5 separate regions of the Mus musculus genome follow, and regions 2, 3, 4 and 5 are each linked to region 1. A link is a contact called in public HiChIP or PLAC-seq, Micro-C and promoter capture Hi-C data. All regions are on one chromosome and are shown on one strand. Each heading gives the region's core, a stretch centred on a gene start, on an enhancer-like site or on the middle of the called end of the contact. The rest is flanking DNA. Distances are from core to core; before and after follow the strand shown.

Evidence for each region. Promoter capture Hi-C pulls out the DNA fragments that hold promoters and counts their contacts. Hi-C and Micro-C count contacts between places; a contact is called where the count stands out from the background. HiChIP or PLAC-seq counts read pairs in DNA pulled down with a chosen protein or histone mark.
Region 2: a promoter capture Hi-C map of stem cell-derived epiblast-like cells shows a contact between it and region 1, with 2.6 times the contacts expected there. The contact joins the promoter of Mrpl43 here to the promoter of Npm3 in region 1. A contact is called at or near these places in 7 of 39 promoter capture datasets (3T3-L1-derived adipocytes, embryonic stem cells, hematopoietic stem and progenitor cells and 3 more), 2 of 484 Hi-C or Micro-C datasets (embryonic stem cells and nephron progenitors) and 3 of 115 datasets of contacts at active chromatin or transcription factors (the NIH/3T3 cell line, cardiomyocytes and pancreatic cancer cells).
Region 3: an HNF4G HiChIP or PLAC-seq map of pancreatic cancer cells shows a contact between it and region 1. The contact joins the promoter of 4930414N06Rik here to the promoter of Npm3 in region 1. A contact is called at or near these places in 1 of 39 promoter capture datasets (pre-B cells), 1 of 484 Hi-C or Micro-C datasets (nephron progenitors) and 1 of 115 datasets of contacts at active chromatin or transcription factors (pancreatic cancer cells).
Region 4: an HNF4G HiChIP or PLAC-seq map of pancreatic cancer cells shows a contact between it and region 1. The contact joins the promoter of Actr1a here to the promoter of Npm3 in region 1. A contact is called at or near these places in 1 of 39 promoter capture datasets (cranial neural crest) and 1 of 115 datasets of contacts at active chromatin or transcription factors (pancreatic cancer cells).
Region 5: a contact with region 1 is called in a Micro-C map of embryonic stem cells, with 2.9 times the contacts expected there. The contact joins the promoter of 4833438C02Rik here to the promoter of Npm3 in region 1. A contact is called at or near these places in 1 of 39 promoter capture datasets (pre-B cells), 7 of 484 Hi-C or Micro-C datasets (effector CD8 T cells, embryonic stem cells and regulatory T cells) and 6 of 115 datasets of contacts at active chromatin or transcription factors (astrocytes, effector CD8 T cells, embryonic forebrain and 3 more).

What each region holds. Positions count from the first base shown.
Region 1 is chr19:45,748,247-45,750,946 of GRCm38.p6, forward strand. It overlaps Npm3 (nucleoplasmin 3), which reads right to left and starts at 1,319. Exons shown (of 6, transcript NM_008723.2): 1 at 1,193-1,319; 2 at 811-896; 3 at 504-623; 4 at 300-393; 5 at 1-34. The coding sequence starts at 1,310. It overlaps Oga (O-GlcNAcase), which reads right to left. Exons shown (of 16, transcript NM_023799.4): 16 at 2,009-2,700.
Region 2 is chr19:45,005,030-45,007,729 of GRCm38.p6, forward strand. Mrpl43 (mitochondrial ribosomal protein L43) reads right to left here and starts at 1,413. Exons shown (of 3, transcript NM_053164.3): 1 at 1,235-1,413; 2 at 1,034-1,140; 3 at 1-911. The coding sequence starts at 1,365. The coding sequence ends at 670. Twnk (twinkle mtDNA helicase) reads left to right here and starts at 1,529. Exons shown (of 5, transcript NM_153796.4): 1 at 1,529-2,700. The coding sequence starts at 2,101.
Region 3 is chr19:44,983,240-44,985,939 of GRCm38.p6, forward strand. It overlaps 4930414N06Rik (RIKEN cDNA 4930414N06 gene), which reads right to left and starts at 1,311. Exons shown (of 3, transcript NR_040294.1): 1 at 1,236-1,311. Slf2 (SMC5-SMC6 complex localization factor 2) reads left to right here. Exons shown (of 20, transcript NM_001081225.2): 20 at 1-547.
Region 4 is chr19:46,394,204-46,397,094 of GRCm38.p6, forward strand. Actr1a (ARP1 actin-related protein 1A, centractin alpha) reads right to left here and starts at 1,538. Exons shown (of 11, transcript NM_016860.2): 1 at 1,427-1,538. The coding sequence starts at 1,474. Sufu (SUFU negative regulator of hedgehog signaling) reads left to right here and starts at 2,693. Exons shown (of 12, transcript NM_001025391.2): 1 at 2,693-2,891.
Region 5 is chr19:46,304,331-46,307,160 of GRCm38.p6, forward strand. It overlaps 4833438C02Rik (RIKEN cDNA 4833438C02 gene), which reads right to left and starts at 1,299. Exons shown (of 3, transcript NR_152248.1): 1 at 1,032-1,299; 2 at 778-861; 3 at 1-520. It overlaps Nfkb2 (nuclear factor of kappa light polypeptide gene enhancer in B cells 2, p49/p100), which reads left to right and starts at 1,365. Exons shown (of 22, transcript NM_019408.3): 1 at 1,365-1,694; 2 at 1,953-2,034; 3 at 2,156-2,196; 4 at 2,441-2,539; 5 at 2,612-2,763. The coding sequence starts at 1,674.

The DNA of each region.
Region 1 (2,700 bases), core at 69-2,568:
CTTTCTTCTTCAGAAAGGTCGTTGTTTATACAAACTGGTGGATACACAAGGATAGAGCCACTCATTCAGCTGCTAGGCTGACAGGGAACCTCATCTCCCAGAGTCCCCAAGTCTAGATGGAAAAGAGCCCACCCACCTCGCTGGAGTTGGACCCCTGGGGCAGGCAGGGTACAGCAAGTTCCCAGGCCTGAAGGAGGCAGTGGGAGGCACAGAATACTGGAACCATAGCCTGAGATGCAGGACACACTAGGAGATGAGACTGGGGTAAGTCGGGAGTGGAGAGGGCCCACTCTTCTCACCGATCTGATGCCGGCCAGTGATCCGAACTGGGCCAGAACCGGACTTCAGGCGGAAGGTGACAGGTGGTTGGAGTTGGAAATCATCCACACTGAGCTGGAAGACAAGAATGACGGGCTGAGCCGTGCTGGCCCACCCACTTGGAGATCAATACCGAAGTTCTCAGTCCCACCAGACTCCGAGAGGAATGAACGGCTCCAACTCACCATGGGCTGGCAAGACAACCTGAGGTTGGCCACAGGAACTGCAATCTCCTGATTGTCGTGATCCCGGGCCACAACTTCCACCACATTACACTCGTCCGTGGCCCCCTCGGTAAGGCACAGCTGAAAGGCAGGCAGAACCTCAGCGTCTCAAGTGAGGGAGGGCTGACACCAAAGCCAAGGCGTCTTACCCCAAAATCGGCCTAGTCCCAGTGGCACCGGATGCGGGGACCAGAGGGTGGAGGAGAGGGGCGACAGGCGGAGTGTCGGCTAGCCCCCCGCATCTCCAACTCCCTCTGCGGCCCCTTACCATGTTCAACGCCAGCACGTGCTCCGTGTCATCCTCCTCCTCAACCTTGAAAGTGAAGGAGCGGGTGTGGCCGGAGAGCTCACAACCTGCAAGAGCCAGCGAGTGTCGCCTGGGTACACGCGTGGAGGGGACAGCGCGCGAGGACGCTCCACAAACTCCGCTGTCCCCTCCACCCGGCCATGTGCCGCGGCGGCGGGGGGGGAACCGGCCGCTTGCTCGCCCAGAACACGTGGACGGGCATCCCACTCGGGAAGAACCGGTTAGGGCGAGCGAGCGAGGAGCCCTCGGCCCACAGCTGCGCCCGGCCACAGCGGCGCCCGGCCGCCTTCCTCGGCCACGCCTCACCCGCCCCGTACCACTCTGCCACTCCCGCGTTCAATACCGAAGAAGAAACTGTCCATTGTGACCGGGGCCGGGACCCTCAGGCCCCCGACGCCCCCAGCTCGGGCTCGGCTCTCTTGGTTCAAGAACGCTAAAGCAGCCGCCGCGCCGGCCGCCATGCTGAAACGGCCGTGAGCGCCCCGCCCCCCGCCTCAGCCAGTTCCGGTCCCGCCCATTAAAGGAGCCGCGCTCGCCACACGAAGCAGGGAGGAGCAGTCGTCGCCTCTTCCACGAGGACAGGTAACAAGGCCCCAGAAGAAATCTCCACGAGGGCTTAAAGTTAGCGTCCACTCACTGAAGCCCCTTCTTCCAACCCGGGGATATATACATACAGATGTTAGTGTAAACCTTTCGTATCTCCTTTTTCAGTAAACTTGGGGTACGGAGCAGCCATTTTTACTCACACCCCCCCCCCCCCCCCCCCCCCCCCCGCTTCCTGATCATGCTGGAGGCTTGACAGCCAAGACCTAAACTCAGATGTGGAGATCAACTACTGTTCATAGTACAGCCTCCTCTTTAGGCGACCCACCCCCCCCCTCCACCACCAAAATTCCTTTATCTAAGGAAATGAAGCCATGTTCCAGTGAGGAACTCTGTGACACCCCCCCCAACTTCACACAAATTTTACCTGTAGTAAACAGAGCAACTTACTTAAAAACAAAAACAAATGTACTTTTCTGAGAAAAATCTTTGCTGTGGAAGGCAGGAGGGCAGGGCTGTCTTCAATCCAGCCTACACTGAAATAGCTTCGGATACCTAAGGGATCAAGAGATGTGAGGGAAAAAAAGGGAGAACCCAGAGAAAAAGCAGCACAGCACACATTCACTTCAAGTTTTATTGTGCCTCTTGCATGGTCTGCAGATAGGTTTACAGTTCGTTTTCTATAGGAACTGAGCTGTGATCTAAACAATGAAATGTTATTCCAACATTAATAAATATTCATAACCATGGAAGATGGCAGAGCACTTTATCCTACAGCAATGACAGTAGAGACCTGGACATGTTTTCACTTATGTCCAGAAGATCATCCCATGTGATTATTGAAAGCCAACATTAAACAAAAAGCAACTTGTTCAATTCCTGATTCCGTATGAAACTCTGAAACGCTCTGAATAAAACCTTGTAATTCTCACTGAGGCATGAGATGGATTCAGAACGCTAAGGAACATTAAACGGTCTTAATATCTAGTAACAATTTTGCCCCTCACCCCAGCCTTCAAAACCAACCTTGACTTAGGTTTCACAGCACATCCTATCGCAAAGGTTCGCACCCTAAGGAGGCGGCACATTTCAGCACACTCTTGGGCCTCTGGTTCTTGGGCCTCCCTGGGTCCACTCTATATAGTGCTAAAAGACTACCTCACAAGCTCACACTGGAGTTCTAGAAAGGAAAATGTTTCAAGCTCCCTCTTCTCTCTCCCCCCTCAGCTCAAAGTTCAAAAGCTATGTAGAACTGGAGGAAAGCAAGGTAACAAAAGACTGTTGAAAATCTATGACGTTACTAGATAG
Region 2 (2,700 bases), core at 163-2,662, 740 kb before region 1:
GTTGTGAGCCACCATGTGGTTGCCGGGACTTGAACTAAGGACCTTTGGAAGAGCAGTCGGGTGCTCTTACCTGCTGAGCCATCTCACCAGCCCCTTCAAATATAGTCTTAATGACTTCAGTTTTCTTTTTCTTTTTTATTTCATTTTTAGTTTTTGAGACTGGGTTGTCCTGGAACTCACTCTGTAGACCAAGCTGGCCTTAAACGCAGAGATTCATCTGCCTCTGCCAACCAAATGCTGGGATTAAAGGTTATGCACTACCAACGCCAGGCTCATCTTCAACTTCCTAAACTGCACACAAACACGGATATAAGGTGCCTTGCCCAATGCCATACCAGCAAGAGCAACAGGGCATCCCGTGTCCTTCAGAAGACAGCCTCCAGACTCTTTCATGTGTTTTGAAGTCATTATTATTCGTATTTCAGAAAACACGGTCCTTGTACAAGTGTTGTACACTTCTCACATCTCAGCTTGCAAGGAGGCCAATTGAATCAGAATTAGGGTATTCACAAGGTCACTGCACCTAGCTACAAGTGGGCAAAGGAAAAGGTTCTTCTTTATCTCAGGCCACGCCCCGGCTGGTAGGCTCCACCCACCTACTCGGCCTGAGCTTGAAATCCAAAAGAGGAACCAATCCTATCCCTCTCACGGTCCAAAGCGCCTGGTTCTTTACTGTGCTTGCATCGAAGCTGGAGCAGAATCCCGGAGTTCTCTGGGCCGCAGCCCGTGGAGGGCAGTCCGTTTGTTGGTGAAGGGGTGCCACTGGCCCTGGATGCTCGGGTTGTCCGTGTGGAAGGGCTTGCGGATGCGGATCACATCCAAGCCGGACTGGTCTGCCAGCTTCTGCACCAACGACTTGATCTCCTCCACCGACTTGCTGTTGACGTTTTCCTCGCGCACAGCCCCATTAACTGGGAGAGGGACGTGGAGGGGATGAGTGGAAGGCGCCAGGTCGGAAATCAGACAAACAGAACGCAGCGGGCAAGCCGGGATCCCGCGCCGCCCACCCCCGCCCTAGCTCGGCCCCACTCACGGTATTCGGCCACTATTCGTGGCATGGCGCACGGGCGCGGGTTCACGTATACTACGACTCCTGGGTTCCGTCGGGCGAAGTCGGTCACCTCGCGTTCCACGAACTCCCTGCGAGACCCGGCGAAGGTGAGTACGGTGGCCCGAACCCAGCCCCATAGCTCCCCGCCTCCCTTTCCGGCGCTCCCGCTTCCGCGTGCCTCACCTGGCGCCGCGGGACGAGGGCGCATCCCGGCTGAGGCTGAGGCTGAGGCGCTGCAGCTGCTGCACGTAACGCCCTAGCCCATTATGGAGGACGCTGGTCAGAAAGCGGCTCGAAGTCCCGCGACCGGTCATGGCTACGGTTAGAGAGCCAGGACGCGGAGCCGGGGGGCGGGACTAACCGGTGACTTCCGGTTCCGGGGTTGTGGCATGGGCGCCCTGGAGAGTTTTGCTTCCGGAGTCACCGCGAGTAGCGCGTGCGAGCGGGCGACCCACGTTGCGGACAGAACACTAGAAAGGAGAGTGGTGACGCGAAGCTGGGGGCGGGAGCGTGGAGCTTTGAAGTGGAGGGCAGAGCAAGGGAGCCAGTGAGGAAGCCGGGCCGGAGCGCGTGACCTCCAGCAGTGTGGAGAGTGCCTGTGAGCGCTGGGGGCTCGGAGCGCCTGGAGTTGGGGTTCAGACGGGATGCAGAAAGCGGTAGAGATGAGGTTAGCCAGGAGAGTCCGTAGAGGGGTAGTAGACGTGAAGAGATGATACAGAGAAGCCGTTTAGATCGAGGGACCGTAGAAGGATCTAGAAGTGAGCTGGTGGAGAGAAATCCGTAAAGGACCTAGAGATAGGAGAATCCTCAGAGAGAGGCGTAGACGCGAAAGGGCAGTGTAGGTGTGTAGGGATGAAGTAGCAATACACAGGCAACCGAGGGGAGTAAGAACTGTGTTCGTGAAGAAGTTTGAGGAGGGATAAAGAGAAAAGCCAGTAGGAGTGATTTCTGCGAGTGCCTTGTAGAAGGTTTCCTAGGGTCTGGTTTAGTGAAGGCACTGAACCAGACAACAAAAGCTTTTGCAGTAGTGGCGTCCCACTCCATTAGGAATGTGGCTTCTTCTCCGACGTGCATATCCCCTCCGGATCTTGCTGCCACTGCGTGGCGAGTGGGTGGGTAGGAGGGGCCTGCCCAGAAGCTTGGCGCCAGGCCCTCCCCGCAGAAGGTACAGAAAAGAAGCGCTCCCAGCCTTAGAGATGCCAGTGTCGCCGGTGACTACGACTGAAATCCGCCAGTATTTACGTGCACATGGGATCCCCTTCCAGGATGGCCACAGCTGCCTTCGAGCACCAAGTCCCTTTGTGGTGTCCTCAGACATCAAAAATGAGAAAAAGGACGCTCCCACTTCCTTCTGCCTCTTCATTGACAAGACCACAGGACACTTTCTTTGCATGACCAGCCTAGCAGAAGGGAGCTGGGAAGACTTGCAGGCCAGTGTGGAGGGACGAGGGGATGGGGCCAAAGAGGGTGTCCTACTTAGGGAAGGCCCAGAAGCTGAGGTTAGGGAGGAGGTCTTGAGGATCTGGAACCGAGCCATACCTCTTTGGGAGCTTCCAGACCCTGAGGAAGCCCAGCTAGCTCGTGTGATGTTTGGCCTTACCAAGGTGACAGATGACACACTCAGGCGATTCAGTGTCCGCTATCTTCGA
Region 3 (2,700 bases), core at 61-2,560, 770 kb before region 1:
ATAGCTTGCTTCGACTTCACAAAAAAAAAAAAAAAAAGAAAAGTGAAATATATATATATATCCCCAGTAATGATAGATAAGTTACCACCCAGGCTCTGTTTTTTGTTTGTTTGGCTTTTTGTTTTGTTTTGTTTTCTTCCCCTTTCCCCCCAATCAGAACAGACACAGTTGGTGGGGACAGTAATGTGTGGAGTCTTGAAACCAGGAGTGTTTTTCCATTTACAAACTGACTCATCGCCAAGCGGCTGGGTTGGAGAACTTTCTTGGCTTGTCTCTCAGGAGGCAAGGGTCTGCTACAGGTGGTGGGGGCGTGAGTCAGCACAATCCCATCTCGTGGCTATGCCTACTCTATGGTGCAGGCGCACCTCATCTGTGCCTCAGTTTCCCCGGGGCATTCTTGTCAGCCAGTTAATCTACTAGCTCTTAGGCAGTAAATGCAATGTGTTGTGGTTTGGTTTTTTTTTTTCCTTTAAAATTTTATACTGTCTTGTTTAAAGTCTTCTGAATGTATGTGTATGTGTTATTAAAACTTTTTTCTCAGCTTAAACGTGTCTGGCAACTTTTGATTGAGTAGTAGAGGTGGTTGAGTATCTAAAATACCCTGCTTTAAACTTGTTTTTAGGGGGCTGGAGAAATGGCTCAGTGGTTAAAAGCACTGACTGTTCTTCCAAAGGTCCTGAGTTCAAATCCCAGCAACCACATGGTAGCTCACAACCATCGTAATGGGGTCTGATGCCCTCTTCTGGTGTGTCTGAAGACAGCTACAGAGTACTTACATATAATAATAAATCTTAAAAAAACAAACAAACTTGTTTTTAGCTTGATGCCTTCTTTTAATCTGTGGGAAACGGAAACGGGCACAGCTCTCCACAGTTTATGTTTACAAAACCCAATTAATAATGTGCTGTGTGCTTTACAGGCAGGGTTTTTTGTTTTTTGTTTTGGGTTTTTTTTTTTTTTTTTTTTTTTTTTTGGTTTTTGAGGTAGGGTTTCTCTGTATAGCCCTGGCTGTCCTGGAACTAACTCACTTTGTAGACCAGGCTGGCCTCAAACTCAGAAATCCGCCTGCCTCTGCTTCCAAAATGCTGGGATTAAAGGCGTGCGCCACCACTCCTGGATTGCAGTCAGGAATTTAATAATCTCATTCTTAGCTCATCCTGCACATCCGTTTGGCTGCTCTTGCCTACCTACGTGTTAGGGTTTGGTGGTGAACAACACAAAATCATGGCTCTTACCTGATGGTATCGGGGGAAACAGGAGAGGAAGAAATACCCTTCATCTGGGTGTCTCTAAAATTCTAGAACCCAGAATCAAGAAAGGTGATGCCATACAGTGCAGAGCCACTTGTGACCTGGCAGGTGGGTTTATGACATGCCAGCTGTGGAAAGGCTGACACTCATAACAAACCTAGTACCTCATAGAAGGCTTAGGCATAGTTGCCAGGCCCCCAGTGCTGCAGCTGTTTTCTCCTTTAGGGTAAACTAGGTTGGAAAGATGGATGCTGACAGCCCAGGTAGAAGTAGACAGGTGCAAATACTAGGGATAGTCGCGGTGTTTGAGGAAAAGACCTAGGCTTGGCCTCAGGTCCCAAGGTTCACCATACTGGCCATTTGACCTTTGTTGGCATCTGAGTTTCTTCTATTGAAAGGAATAACTCTATTTCATGTTTTGTGAGGATTCACATACATGGCAGTAACTCAGCACAATGCCTGGCATGCAACATGAACAGAACAAAGGGAGGCAAGATGGAGACTAAGATTGTAATCACCTTTATCCCAGCACGGAGGAGGCAGAGGCAGGCAGAGCTCTGAGTTCAAGGACAGCCAGGGCTACATGGAGAAACCCTGTCTCAAAGACAAATTTAATGGAGCTGGAGAAGATCAACAGTTAACTGGAGATTGCTCTTCCAGAGGCTCTGGGTTCAAAGCCCATCACCCATGTGATGGCTAACGAATGTAACTCTAGTTCCAAAGCCTCCTATGCCCTCTTCTAGCCTTTACAGGCAAAACACCCATGCACATAAAATAGTTAATTTTTAAAAGAAAATTGACCAGAAGCAGCCATCTGTGGGTGTGCTTACTTGTAAATCAGGTCTTATCTTCCAACAGTGATAGCTGGAGAGTATTGTACCTTCAGACTCTGGGAACTCTGGATACTTCCCTGTTCCTGCTGCCAAAAATATGTTAAATAAATAAACCATGCATGTTGGCCTGGTGCAATCACTAATACCGATGATCCCAGCACATGGGAGGCAGAGGCAGGAGGATCACAGATTTTGAGGCCATCCTGCACTCAGACACAGTTTTAATCACCCAGCATGCTTGACGGTGGTGGATGGTTTCCCAGCATCTGCAGACATGTTCTGACACTTCCTTCTAGCTAACCAGGCCTGGAAATCAGGAGAAGGCAAACCAGAAGGTCCAGCTTTGGATCTAACTCCAAGACAAGTGGCTAGGATTCTGGAAAACTTTAACTGGCAAAACAGGCTTCTGGGGCACAGTAAGATTACAGCATTGTTGGATAGGTGTCAGTCGCTACTAAGGAAGTACCACGTGGCCAAAAGATCACACTCTCCATAAGGAGAGTGCTGAACAACAATGGCAAAGCAGGAGCAAAGGCCACCACAGTGAACAGGAGACAGGGCATCTTGACTAGGGCAGGTTTCTCATGCCTCAGGGACCTCTATCTGAGGTCCTTCCT
Region 4 (2,891 bases), core at 288-2,787, 650 kb after region 1:
CTGGGCTATACACCCCAGCCTCAGCCTCCCTTTTAAAAATTCACAACAAATAAAACCGCCTTCCTTGAAGAACTTGGAACCAGATTCCTGTGTGAGTCTTGGATCTTTTTTGTGAGTCTTGGATCCTTAACTCCTAAAGTGGGTGGTTTGAAAAACCTCCCCAATCCTCCTGTTCCTGCATAAACAGGAGAAAGCAACCTCTATCCACCTACGACACAAAGAAAAGGACCTAGTGGCATGTCCAGGTCCCAGAGGGCCGGAACATCACAGTGACTCTGAAAAGGTCAGCCTAGGTCAGAGGGAACTGGTAGTTTGCCTCAGGGGAGGGACCCAGAAAGTAGGAAGATTCTAACCAGTGTGGGAGGGACCAAACCTTTGAGTGAAACTCAGAAATTAAGACAAATGTCCCTCCTCATAAAAGCAATACTTAAGTTCTTTCTATTTGTCTTTATCGATGCATGTGTGGAGCGGTGCTTAGCAAAGGATTGCCATTTAGATAAGGCGATGAAGTTGTGGGGCACCATTGCTGTATGACCTTGGTCACCTCCACCTTCCGTGTTCGTACTGTGAAAAGAGGGGCAAACTTCCTCCTTAACCATTCACTTTTTGGGAGGCTTCGACTTGCATGTTGGTGCAAAGCGTCCTGGAAACGCTAGCGCACCTGACAACCACTGTGTCTGATAATCCCCCTGCCTCTCACCTGGGCACTGCAAACATCAAAGCATCTCGCCTGCTTTGTCACCCCCCTTTCTTCTTTACCTTGACTAACTATAATTTATAATCACAAAAATAACTGAAATCCCATGGCCATTTCTGGTACCGGTTTGTCCGGCCCCACCCAGATACAGTTCACTAAATTGCCCCTCCAGCTCACACCCAAGGAAACTGTCCTTTTTCACCGGTGGACCAGCCATCGCCTTCCGCACCCTGAGTTGCCGAGCCAATCCCTACAGCTCTACTGCACGGCACCGCCCCTTACAGAAGGGAAACACTATGGCGACCGGAAGAGCGACAAGCGCCGGAGCCAATGACTGCGGAGTGCTGTTCTAATCCGGCAAGGCCCAAAGGCGGGACCAATAGGCTAAGATAGACAGCAAGAGTAGCCAATTGAGTGATGGAAAACCAGAGCGAAGGCGGGTGTCGGGCTCTAAGAGAACGGTTAAGGCCCCCTGAGCCAAGGGTCCACGGACCCTTCCCGGGCTACAGCTCTTTCCTTTGTCTACCCTCAAATTCTCCATTACACGGATGTTGGCTGGCCGCCCTGCCTTCAAACTATGGATGTGAGGAGGACGCGGGCGGCGGCAGCTGAACCCGCCTGACAGGCCGAGCCAGTGACAAAGAGCTGGCGGCCTAGGCTGAAACCGCGGAAACAATCCTTCCTGGAGGAGAACACAGTCCCTTTAAAGATAGGAAAGATGCTACTCACGTTGTCGATCACAACAGGCTGGTTGGCGATCACATCGTAGGACTCCATGGCAGAGGAATCTTTCCCTCCGAGGAAGGAACTGCCAGCCCGGTCCGCAGCAAACGCCACTGACACGCATGCGCAGTCTAGTCGCCGGTACTGGGCATCCAGGGAGCCGCCCGACCTCGCCTCGGAGGAACTACAATCCCCAGCATTCTTTGCCCCAGGGCTTGCGCTCCAAACCGGGTCCCAGCCCGATCGGATTTAGGAGATTGGACAGTGTATTTCCTACACATGGTGGGGTCTGTAGTGTTTGTAGATTAAAGAGCCACAGTGTTGATGATTATCTTGCATGACTGGATTTGAGATCCCTTCGAAGGGGTTTCCAGTACACTCTTAAATTTTGGAGTCTGAAGTACTTGTGAGTAGTTGGGTTTGGATTTGTCAGTACTTCAGGGGCGGTTGAATTTTACAGAGTAGTTCTATCTCTCAGCCATTCCTTCACTTGGGCAATACAAACCATTAATAAACATCTGTCGCTCAGTGGTAGAATGCTTGCCCAACACATATCCCAGCAGCACCGGGAGTGGTGCTGGAAGCCTTTAATCCCACCTCTTTCGAGGCTAGTCTGGTTTACAGAGTTCCAGGACAGCGAGGGGCTATAGAGAAAAACCCTGTCCCGAAAAACAAAAAAATGAAACAAAAAGCAAAACAAGACAAAACCCATGAAGCAAAAGCCAATGGAGGTTATAAAAAAATACCTGTACGTTGGATGCCACAAAACCACGGGCCTAAAATATCATCTAAAGGTTTAGAAATTGTTTTATTATTTTTCTTGACCTTGATGGATGACAACATCCAGGCGAAGAGAAAGAATAGGTAAATTTTTTTTAAAACAGCCAGGCATTTTCCCCAGGCACATTTCGAGTTACCCTTTTTGTCAATAGTTCCAAGAAATATTAGAGTTGTAACATTAATAATAATGACATACTGTCTAATGAATTAGTTGTCAAGCTTATCTTAAAATTGTGTATTAGTAAAACAATATTAAGCGCTTCTTAGTAGTTGTGTAGAGCTTTCATAGGACCCTGGCGCCTCAAGGTACCAAGTCTCTGTTCTAAACTGGGTTCCTCCTAACACTAGGGGGAGGCCAAGATCCTTGGGACGCTCCCAACCCAGGGGCAGGGAGGCGGAGTCTATTGTCAAGTCACGCCTTCCCCACTTGTGACTGGCAAAGACACTAGCCAATAGGTGTCAGGAAAGGGCACGCTGACGCCCCGCCCCTTGGAGCTCCCCGCGGTCCCACAGCATCCTCTGGCCGACGTCTTGAAGGCTCCGGCTTGGGCGGACGGAGCCTCGTGCGCAGGCGCGGAGTTAGACCTCGCCGTAGCCCCCATCGCCTCGGGGAGTCTCATCCACAGTGGGTCCGCTGGCCCATAGGGGCGCTTTCCCTCCTCTACCCTCCCGGGTTCTCCGCGCGCCCTAC
Region 5 (2,830 bases), core at 49-2,548, 560 kb after region 1:
CCCTTCCCAGCTAGGAGGTCCCTCTCTGGGAGGGTTACTGGAGTGTTGGGACTGACCCGGTTTCCTGTGTCTCAGAGATAGCCAACCTCTGGGCACAGCAAGAGCCAAGTGGCCCACTGGACTCCGTAACGGTCCCGGGCAAGCCTGGAAGAGTGCAGAGATCTGAGCCGCGCCCTGCGCTGGGTCCGTCGTCCCGCCTCGCTGGTCCCTAGCAGAACTGGAGCTGGGTGACACCCCGCGGCCAGTCCTGGGCGAGCCTTCCCCGAAAGGGGCGCGCCTGCGTTGCTCCGGGTTGGCTACAAGAGTCCTGGAGTTAAACTTTCAACCAATAAAAAAGGGCATGGGGAGTGACGCACGGGATCGTCACGGGAATTCCCCCCCTCGGGGGGCCGAAAGGGGCTTTCCCGGCTGGAGCCCTTTGGCTGGAGAGGAGCAACGACCGGTCCGGGGAAGGGCTCGGAAAGAAGTCGGAACCAGAGCCGCCACCACGGTGAGTGGCCGGGTTCAGATCCCTGAGTGTCTAGGGAATGGAGAGGGAGGGAAGGAGGACTTTAGATGACAGGCTGGGGCTGGACGCCACCTCCAGTGAGCGCGCACAGGAACAGGACACTTTGCTACACATCAGCGACACGTCTGCCTGCCCTTAGCTTGCCTGTGCACAGCCGGCCGGTGTGAGCCCCGCACACGCACTCACAGCGCACCCGTGCACCGGCGCCTGCGCACGGACATCCAGACGTGCACGGACGTGTGCCCACACTGGGCAGTACAAGGACTCACCTGTGTGGATGAACGTTCACTTGCACGTGCCATGATGCCACCACTCACCCGGCACACAAGACATTAGGGCTGAAACGCATATTCCTGCAACGGACACATGCGCGTTACACTGGCTTTGGGATTGGAGTCGCCAGGGAGGGCGGGATGCTCCCGTTTGACCGGCCACCGGGAGCAGGTGCAGCGGGAGAATCCGGGAAGCTAAGACGGAATCGCTAGAGACCGTGGAGGGGGAAACTCCTCCCCCCCACACACACCCTGAGGCCCGAATCATATTCTCTGGTCAGAGCCCCGGAGGCCCCACTGGAAGAACCCCCGCCTACGGGCCATTCGGAAAAGGGGCCTCCGACGGCAGGAATGTCCCCACAAAAGCCCCTGGGTGAATCAGCCGTGTCCTCCACGCTGGCTGAAAATCCCAAGTTTGCTCCAGGCTGCGGAGAGGGGGCGAGGCGGCTAGGCCCCGACTGAGCCCCAGGGGCTACAGAGGCTGCCCGGGAACCAGGAACCGCCTGGGCCTCCCGCCCCTCCCGCTGCGGGGGCGTGGCCCCGGCGTCATTTCCAGGCCCGCCCCCTCCGGCTCCGCCTCCCCCTGGTATTTTCGGGACTTTCCTAAGCAGCACTAACTTTCTGCCCCTTTCCCGGGCCAGCCCCGCTCCGGATCTCGACCTCCACCGGATCTTACCCGCCACGCCCGGACGGGCGGCTGGAGGAGATCGGACCCTCCCCCAGATCTGAGCCCCCCTCCCCTACCCATCCCTCTCCCCCTGCCCACCCCTATCCTGATATCTTTCACTCTTCCCCCTCCCACGCCTCTCTTCACCTTAGGCGGGCGTCCGAAACTCTGGAAAGCTGAACCGGGGCCCGAAGCCGCAAGACACAGCAGGGCCTAGCCCAGAGATATGGACAATTGCTACGATCCAGTGAGTCACACTGCCTGACCCTGAGGGCGGCGGGTGCCCTCTGTGTCTGCTTGTCAATTGGACGCTCCTCCACTCCCCTACTTCTGCACTGTCTTCAAATTGTCTTAGTCTGCCAGTCTGTGCTGTCTGCAAACCCTGCCCAGAAATGAGCTTCCTCATAGCTTGAGGAGGAGTCCAGGGAGTGACTGCAGAGGGCTTGGGAGGGGGTGGTTGGGGGGACCCTTGATTCAGCTGCCACCTTCTCTGTCTATAACGCAGGGCCTGGATGGCATCCCCGAATATGATGATTTTGAATTCAGCCCCTCCATCGTGGAGCCTAAGGATCCAGCCCCTGAGACAGGTCAGTAAGTCTTTGGCCTCGCAGTATCTCAGAACCTAGAGGAGAGTGAGCATGTCCCCTGGAGGCCCCACTGAGGGATGGTCTCAGAGATCCTGGCTCAGCAAGGCCCCTCTATTTCCAGCTGATGGCCCCTATCTGGTGATTGTGGAACAGCCCAAACAGGTGAGTGAGTGACAGAGAGTGGTGGCTTCACCTTTGGGGAAAAGGTGGGGCGGGGGGGGGGAGGGTAGTTATACCTACTGATCAGATTAAATAGCTTGCTGCTGATATGTTGGGGGCTTATGAGAAGGAGGTACACTTTTGGTCACTGTGGTCAGTGATGGCTAGTGGTTGCCTTGTGGGGATGACGGGGGGGGGGGGGGGGTTGCCTCTCCTGATCACAATGTCTCTGCTATGGAACCTTCAGCGAGGCTTCAGATTTCGATATGGCTGTGAAGGCCCCTCCCATGGAGGTTTGCCAGGTGCCTCCAGTGAGAAGGGCCGGAAGACCTATCCTACTGTCAAGGTGAGCTCAGATGACACCGGAGGGTAGGGATGGTGTATGGGGCAACTACTGACTATCCTTTGCCATTCTCAGATCTGTAACTATGAGGGACCGGCCAAGATTGAGGTGGACCTGGTGACACACAGTGACCCACCTCGTGCGCATGCCCACAGTCTGGTGGGCAAGCAGTGTTCAGAGTTGGGAGTGTGCGCTGTGTCTGTAGGACCCAAGGACATGACTGCTCAGTAGGTGGCCCTGGCCCCTGGCCCCCAGTGGGATGCTCATTGCCTGCCAGCCTTAGGTCTCATCTCA